Regions from separate parts of the Hordeum vulgare genome. Here region 1 is linked to region 2. Evidence: chromatin contacts called from public Hi-C data. All regions are on one chromosome and are shown on one strand. Each heading gives the region's core, a stretch centred on a gene start, on an enhancer-like site or on the middle of the called end of the contact. The rest is flanking DNA. Distances are from core to core; before and after follow the strand shown.

The links. Hi-C and Micro-C count contacts between places; a contact is called where the count stands out from the background.
Region 1: a Hi-C map of leaf shows a contact between it and region 2, with 4 times the contacts expected there. The contact joins the enhancer-like site here to the promoter of LOC123426015 in region 2. A contact is called at or near these places in 2 of 6 Hi-C or Micro-C datasets (leaf and seedling).

What each region holds. Positions count from the first base shown.
Region 1 is chr1H:94,945,627-94,949,207 of MorexV3_pseudomolecules_assembly, forward strand. No RefSeq gene overlaps it. Among protein-coding and RNA genes, the nearest start is that of LOC123407683, 45 kb to the left of the region's middle. Within about 2 kb of position 1,790, at least 3 of the 3 cell types and tissues checked have open chromatin away from gene starts, as enhancers often do. A contact at or near this core is called in leaf and seedling, where this site is marked.
Region 2 is chr1H:94,496,122-94,499,973 of MorexV3_pseudomolecules_assembly, forward strand. It overlaps LOC123426015 (heparan-alpha-glucosaminide N-acetyltransferase-like), which reads left to right and starts at 1,976. Exons shown (of 13, transcript XM_045109797.1): 1 at 1,976-2,205; 2 at 2,300-2,437. The coding sequence starts at 2,008. It overlaps TRNAT-AGU (a tRNA gene), which reads right to left and starts at 1,891; the gene lies at 1,818-1,891.

The DNA of each region.
Region 1 (3,581 bases), core at 540-3,039, 450 kb after region 2:
CGCATTCTTGGACAGCCCAGGTACGGGGCCTGACGGCCAACTTTTTCTTCATTTTGTAAAAAATATTGTTTTTGTTAGTTTTGTATTTATATATTTCTTTTTTCTTATTTAATTAATTATTATTTTTTGCAAAGTCCTCAAAATTTTATTTTAAAAATTTAATAAAACAATTTAGGGAAATCTTAAAATTTTCGGGGATTAACAAAATGTTTGAGAAATCATAAAATATTAATGGATTTAAAAATATTTAAGAATTTAAATGATTTCTCCCATATTCATTCAATATTCAATATTGAAAAAGTAAAATTCAGTAAATAGTAAATATTCATGTTTTCGAAAAAAATGATTGGTATTCAAATATTTCATGAATTTGTAAAATGTTAACAAATTCAAAAAATATCCAAGAAATTTTAGAAATTATTCACCAGAATTCAATAAATGATTTTGAATTTCATAAAAAATTACCAAATTACAATAAAAGATTGTCTATCCAGAAAATGTTCAATGATTCAAAACAACGTGCATAAACGATTATTCTGTTTTATTTTGTGAATTTCAGGATGTGTTCCCAAATTTCATAAAATGCTCGTCAAGGTAAACAAGTATTATTCACCAATTCAAAAAATGTTCACGAGTTTCAAACAATTAATTTTCCAAAATATGAAAACATGTTCGAGTTTTTGATAAAAAATCTTGAATTTGAAACATATTTATGTTTTCAGAAAGGAAATATAAAATCGAAAAGGTTTAGTTCAAAACCACAGATTTGAAAGATTTTCATAAAATAATATAAAAGAAAACGAAAAAACATGAAAAAATAAACCAAAATGAAATACAGAAAATATAAAAGGAAAAGTAATAAAACAGAAAAAATTAAACCCGCTCAAAAACCAAAGTGGAAAGAATGAAATGAGCCGATCCATCAGCTGGAGGGCGCGGGGTGGCGCTGTGCGCTAGGTTATTACACAACGACGTCAAGTAGGAATTGCCTATGAAGGTAACAAATGTTGTTCATGCGTGACACACAACTTAGTGGGCAAAAAGGCCCATTGGGACGGGGCTGACTAGGGAAAATCCTATCTGCCGCATTCTGCGGTAAATTGTTGACCTTTCGCACATGAGGTTACGAGCGAGCGACGGGGTTTGGTCCGGCCCATTAACACTTTCATCTATCCCGATTTTCGAAAGCTTCTTGAGTTTTCAGCCGGGTTTTTTCTGGTTTTGCATACTTTTTAGAAGATTCCCTGAACCGATTTATCTTTTTTTTTTCTGTTTTTGATTCAAAAATGTTTTGAATATTTAAAAAATGTTCCAGAATTTGAAAAAATGTTTCGGAATTTGAACGCATGTTTCGAAATTCGAAACATATTCCCAAATTTAAGAAAATGTTCCAAAATTTGAGAAAATATTCCGGAATTTGAGATAATGTTCCCGAATTCGAAAAAAATGTTCCAGAATTTGCAAAAATGTTCTAGATTTTTTATAAAAATGTTTCGGATTTTTTAATAAAAATGTTTCGGAATTTGAAAATATGTTTTATAAAATGCTTTTTGGAAATTTCACGTACTGCTTTTTCTCTGCTTTTAGTTTCTTTAAGTGCTGCATTGTAAATGTATCACCTGGGGCGTGCTTGTTGTGGTGGGTAGCGGGGTTTGTGCGTGAGAGACAGTTTGTGGGTTCGATTCCTGCTGCAAGCGGTTTTTTAAATTTTGTTTCATGAAGTTACCGCAAATGGGCCGGCCCATGGTGTGCGGCGCCCTGTGCGAAACCCCTAGAACTTGTTGCAATAAGCGGCGAATAGGAGCTCCCGCTGACTAGTGCGTGCGGGAGGGCTGGACGATAAAGGCCTAGGCTTTGAGTCCAAAGAGTTAGATATGTTTCATGGGAGTAACTAACAAGGAGCCTTCCCAAGGGTCACTACGCTGGGTTGAGAGCACCTTACTTGGCGCGTTTTCAGCCATCGTCACGTGTCATATTGTTGATCTTTTGTTTGAATATTTTTATTTTTCCCATGCGTTTTCGTTTTTTTACATGGTCTTTTTTTCATCAGTCTATCTGAGCTTTTGGGGGGAATATTAGAAATAAATGGCATCATAAAACACGTTTCTTTCATTCCGTAAGAGGTATGACTGTGCCTCTCTGAAACAAAAAAATATTTTCCTTTCCTTTTACCAGTCGCGAGAGGCACAACCATGCCTCTATGAAACAAAAAAAAATGTGTTTTTTTTCTTCTACGGGAGGCATAGTTTGCTTCCATGAGAGGCACATATTTGTTTACGCAAAATGCATGGCCGTGCCTTTTTGAAATGAAAAAAAGTGTTTTTTTTTCTGAAAGAGGCATGGTTTTGCTTTCGCGAGAGGCATGGTCGCGCCTCAGTGAAACGGAAGTATGTGTTTTTTTTCTTTTTTCCTTTGAGGAGAGGAACGGATGTGCCTTTCGAAACGAAAAAACATGGTCTAGAAAACAAATAATACTCCTTAATTAGTAATTTCGATGTTTCATGTTGTTGTGAAAATGTCTAGAGAAGGAGGTTGTTTTGCTAGGCTGGAGCTCCTATTTGATGTATTTTGCGGCAAATAGCCTCACGACACATGCACTAATCCATTAATGGGCGGCCCAATACCGTTGTAGTGAGAGCGCGTTCACCCATATGCAGCGATGCGAGTTAAAAGAGAGGGCACGCCCACAAAAGGATTACAACTCTGGACCCCAAGCTAGTGAAGGTGAGTAGCTAATGAGAGATGGTGACCAATGAGGAGCGTGCAAGTTTAAGAACTACTCCCTTTGTATGGAAATGTAAGAATCTTTTTCACACTATGTCCTTGTTAGAAAACGTCTCATATTTTGATTAGGGGGGAGTATGTTCGAATGTAGTATCCAGTTAGTTTTTAATTTTTTTAGAACTATCCTTGGAGTGAACAAGTTTTGAAAATCAAGTAATGCTTGAAAATCATACAATTTTTTGAACAACATGAACACATTTTGTCATTTCATTTTCTTGAAAAGCATGAACATATTTTATAGGCATAAATTTTGAATATCCCAAATATTTCTGGAAAATGCGAACATTTGTTTGAATTTTGATAATGTCTTTGATAACGGGAGCATTGCTTTTGAAATTCTGAACAAATTTTCGAAAGCACAAGCCTTTTTATTTAAATTACCAAATATTTTTTAATTTTTAACATAATTTGAAAATACATGCATTTTTAAAATTGTGAACAAAATTTTCAGAACTCAAAAAATATTTTCAAAAAAAATTCGAAACCAGGAACAATTATTAAACAATATGAAAATTTTAAAATCAGAAAAATATATTAAAAAACAATTCTGAACATTTTCAAAAAATCTGAGTTTTTTTGCAAAATGAAGCTGAAAATTTTGAAAATGAAAACTAAAAATAAAGAAGGAAAATAATTGAAAAAACGAGAAGATAAATAAAACCAAAAAGAATGGGAACCTGGCAAAAGAAAAAGAATACCGGTTCATGAGGATTAGGCAGTTCCAACGCTATCTACAGAAATGGCCCGGTCCAAACATGTGTCTTGGTCCTCGCCTTGTGCGAAGCCCTGGCAGTTTG
Region 2 (3,852 bases), core at 726-3,225:
AGAGTACAAGCTACATGTTGACTTACCATGAGACCGTGTGTGTATGGGATTGTAGTTTATTGTCCTCACCCTCGGTTTATATTGATATCGGGGGTGCCTAGGGTTTACACATAAGCCAGTTACATCTAGGGGCAATCATAACGACGACCTATAGTTCTTGGAGTATGCATCAAGTCTTCGAAAGATACCTAGCTTGGCGCTCCTGGGCACAACGAACGTAGCACAATGGTTGGTATGACCCATATGGCCGAGAGCGGACGTGGCAAGCACCCCTAGTCTAGGACAGCATCACTTGTCTGGCCAGATTACCCTATTGATGGATCTGTCAAAAAAAATACTCCGACGACATGCATACTTAAAAGGGAGAAAAAATAATAGAATCCAATCATGTTAGGGTCCTACTAACAAAAGTGAAATAAAGATAATTGCTCCTCCCACTAGGCGCCCTTACTCACCAACATATATCTCAATGTGCTATTATATATAAGGGCATTGTGTAATCGCAATTACCATTGAATTTGAGTGATGCACATAGAAAGGATGGTAACAACTTCCACACGCAATAACATATCAATTTATGTGTTTATCTGGATGTTCATCACTAATATAATCAATGAAGAATGTCATCCAATCGAAACAATGAAAATCCAACCTATACTTCGACGTTTTCATAATGCATGAAACTCTATACAATCATTTCTTTTAGAAAGGAGATAATAATTCATAAAAGGTTTCTACACAGAATGAACCAACAATAGTTCGAGCTTGGAGTGCCAATAGATTTAATGTGGGTAAAATTAAGTAATAATCTTTTTAGTGATTTCCTAATGGCATGATATTTGAAGAAGGCATACATATCGAAGAAGGAGAAAAAAACGGATAGACTACTATATGGTCATGGTAAAGAACTAAAGTACTTTAGATGCTTCTAAGGTTGTGGGTAAAATGAATTAATGATGTTTTAGCTGTTTTTTAAATTTCTGAAGAAGGCATAGATATTGAGAAAAAAATTGAGATCGATTACTCCATGGTTGTGCTAAAAATACTAAAATGAAGAACCATAGATATTGAAAAAAGGAGAAAAAAGAGATCAGTTACTCTATGTTTGTGCTAATTTTTTAAAATAGCTCAGATGCTTGCCAGCTAGTCATAAAACGGTTTAATGATATTTGAATGTTTTTCGAATGGCATGAATCTGAAGAAGCATAGGTATTCAAAGAAAAGAGAAAGAAAAAGAAATTATCTACTCTATGTTTGTCCTAAAAAATAATGAAATAGTTTAGATGCTTGCCAACTTGTCGGTAAAACGGTATAATAATATTTGAATGTTTTCCTAATGGCGCGAATATGGAGAAGCATAGGTATTCAAAGAAAAGAAAAAGAGATCAACTACTCTATGTTTGTTCTAAAAAAATAATGAAATAGTTTAGATGCTTCCCAGCTTGTCGGTAAAAAGGATAAATGATATTTGAATGTTTTTCTAATGGCATGAATTTGAAAAAAAATAGATATTGAAAAAAAAGAAGAAAAAAAATCAACTACTCCATGCTTGTGCTAAAAAGTAATGAAATACCTTACATGGTAAACAAATGATCAAGGTAAAACAGATTAATGTTTTAATGTTTAGGTAATGGCTTGAATTTGAAGAAGGCATATATATATTGAAAAGGGAGTAGAAGAAAATCAAACCAGCTATGCCAGGGTCGTACTGACGAAACTGAAAAGAAAAAAAAAATGTTCTTGTTGAACAAAACCGAAAGAAAAATGCTATTGCCAGGGTCGTACTGACGAAACTGAAAGAAAAATTAAAATAGAAATGCTCTCGTTGAGAGTTGAACTCAAGACCTCCCGCTTACTAAACGGGTGCTCTAACCAACTGAGCTACGAGAGCTACTGTGATTATAATTGTTTACTATAAAATACACTGAATCAAATCTATTAGTCCGGTCTTCCACAACACTCTGCAATACACTACTCCGCATACGACAGCAGCAGGAGATCCCAAAAATGGACGCCACCGTGGTCGCCGTCGCCAGCGATGGAGATGACGGCGACCGCCGCCGCCCCCTCCTCGATACCGGAGAAGAGATCCTCCCATACCCCGTATCCCCTTTGCCGCAGCCGCCGGGGGCGGATGCGAAGCCCGGGCAGCAGAAGCCGCAGCGGGTGGCCTCGCTCGACGTGTTCCGCGGCCTCACCGTCGCCGTCAGTAGAACCCTAACCTCTTCGGATCTTCCCACAGGCTTGTCTGTTTCTCTTCGTATTCGCGTGCCAATCGTGTTTGCTTGCGCTCGCTCAGATGATGATACTCGTGGACGACGCCGGCGGGGCGTGGCCGGGGATAAACCACGCGCCGTGGTTGGGGGTGACGGTGGCGGACTTCGTCATGCCGGCCTTCCTCTTCATCATCGGCGTCTCCGCGGCCCTCGTCTTTAAGGTATACTGAATTACTGTCCGGAATTATTTGTCATAGAAATAAATGTATTTAGACGTATTTTAGATCTGGATTTTCTTTTTATTTTGATGAAAGTAATTCTGGACGGAGGGAGGGAGTAGTTACTACTGTCTACTATAGACGATGTAGTATAACCATCCTAACAACCAAATGGTCGTGCTATATGAAAATAACCAAATGGTCGGGACTTAGAGACTGGGGAATGGTTCGGTGCTTGCTAGATTTTTCATTTGCCCTAATCTTGGGCGTCTTCAACTGTTACTAACCTACAGAATGTTATGCACCTGTTGTACCTTATCTTAAGCAACGGCTGATATGTTTGTAGCGTGGAGGTACTTAAGTGCCTCCTAACCATACTGCAACTTCTCTAAAATGAAGTTTGAGGATCTGTTTTGCCATTTTCATGGATGCCGGACCCTTGTAAAACCTTTACGGAGCAAAAAATGTTCAGTTTGGCTACCATTTGCCTTGAAAGTTTGCTTAAGCCTTTTATAAGTGTGCGGACCATTTTGATCATCAGATAACTATGATTTCAAAGTAGGAAACTGGGAATCAACGGTTCGTTGTAGAAGTTGCACTAGTGAGATCATGGATTGTACGCACGAAAAAAAAAGAAGAGAAAAGAGATGAAAGATTCTCATGGCCAAATTGTTGTAAACCTTAGTAGGGTCTGTTGAGTTTGTCTAACATTTCTTTAACCTTTCATTCCTAGCTTCTATACCAAGTACTATATTATAATTGTTAAGATTCATGCACTAGCCAACGCAACCAAAAGTGCGAACTATGGGAGAGGGACGGACATTGCTCCCCAACACTCCCCCTCGTGTCTTCCTCTTGCTTGCAAATTTATGCAGCTCACCAGTTTACCCATCAGTCCGAACTGATGGAAAGGGCTAGGCAATCCACATATGCACTTCAACACCCTGTCTCACGTGTGATGCAAAAAGCCAACACGTGGATAGACTCAGAGATATGACTCAAGAGGCCTATACATGGACAAAGGGGGGCAGCAACAATTTTTCAATAAATTGCAAAAGACAGGACTTGAACTCAAGACCTAATCTCTGATACCATGTTAAGAGAGTATTTACCAAAAAAACTACCACAATTCGTCGAACCGTGCCTACAAACTACCACTTTACGATTTTGTCCCCAAAACTACCACTTTTTTGCTAATCTGTGACTAAAAGCTACCAAGTTTGTAAAGTGTCCAATTCGTCTCGTTTAAACTCGATTATGATAGGGTTGGCCCACACATAAGTGTTGACTTGGCATAATAGTTAACTCCGTTAAATTGACAGTTATAATCACTGTTATGACATGTAGGGCCCGCATGGCCCGACCGCGTCCGTCGCCTCCCAGGGACCCGAGCTCCCGCAGCGCCTGCGCCCCCGCTC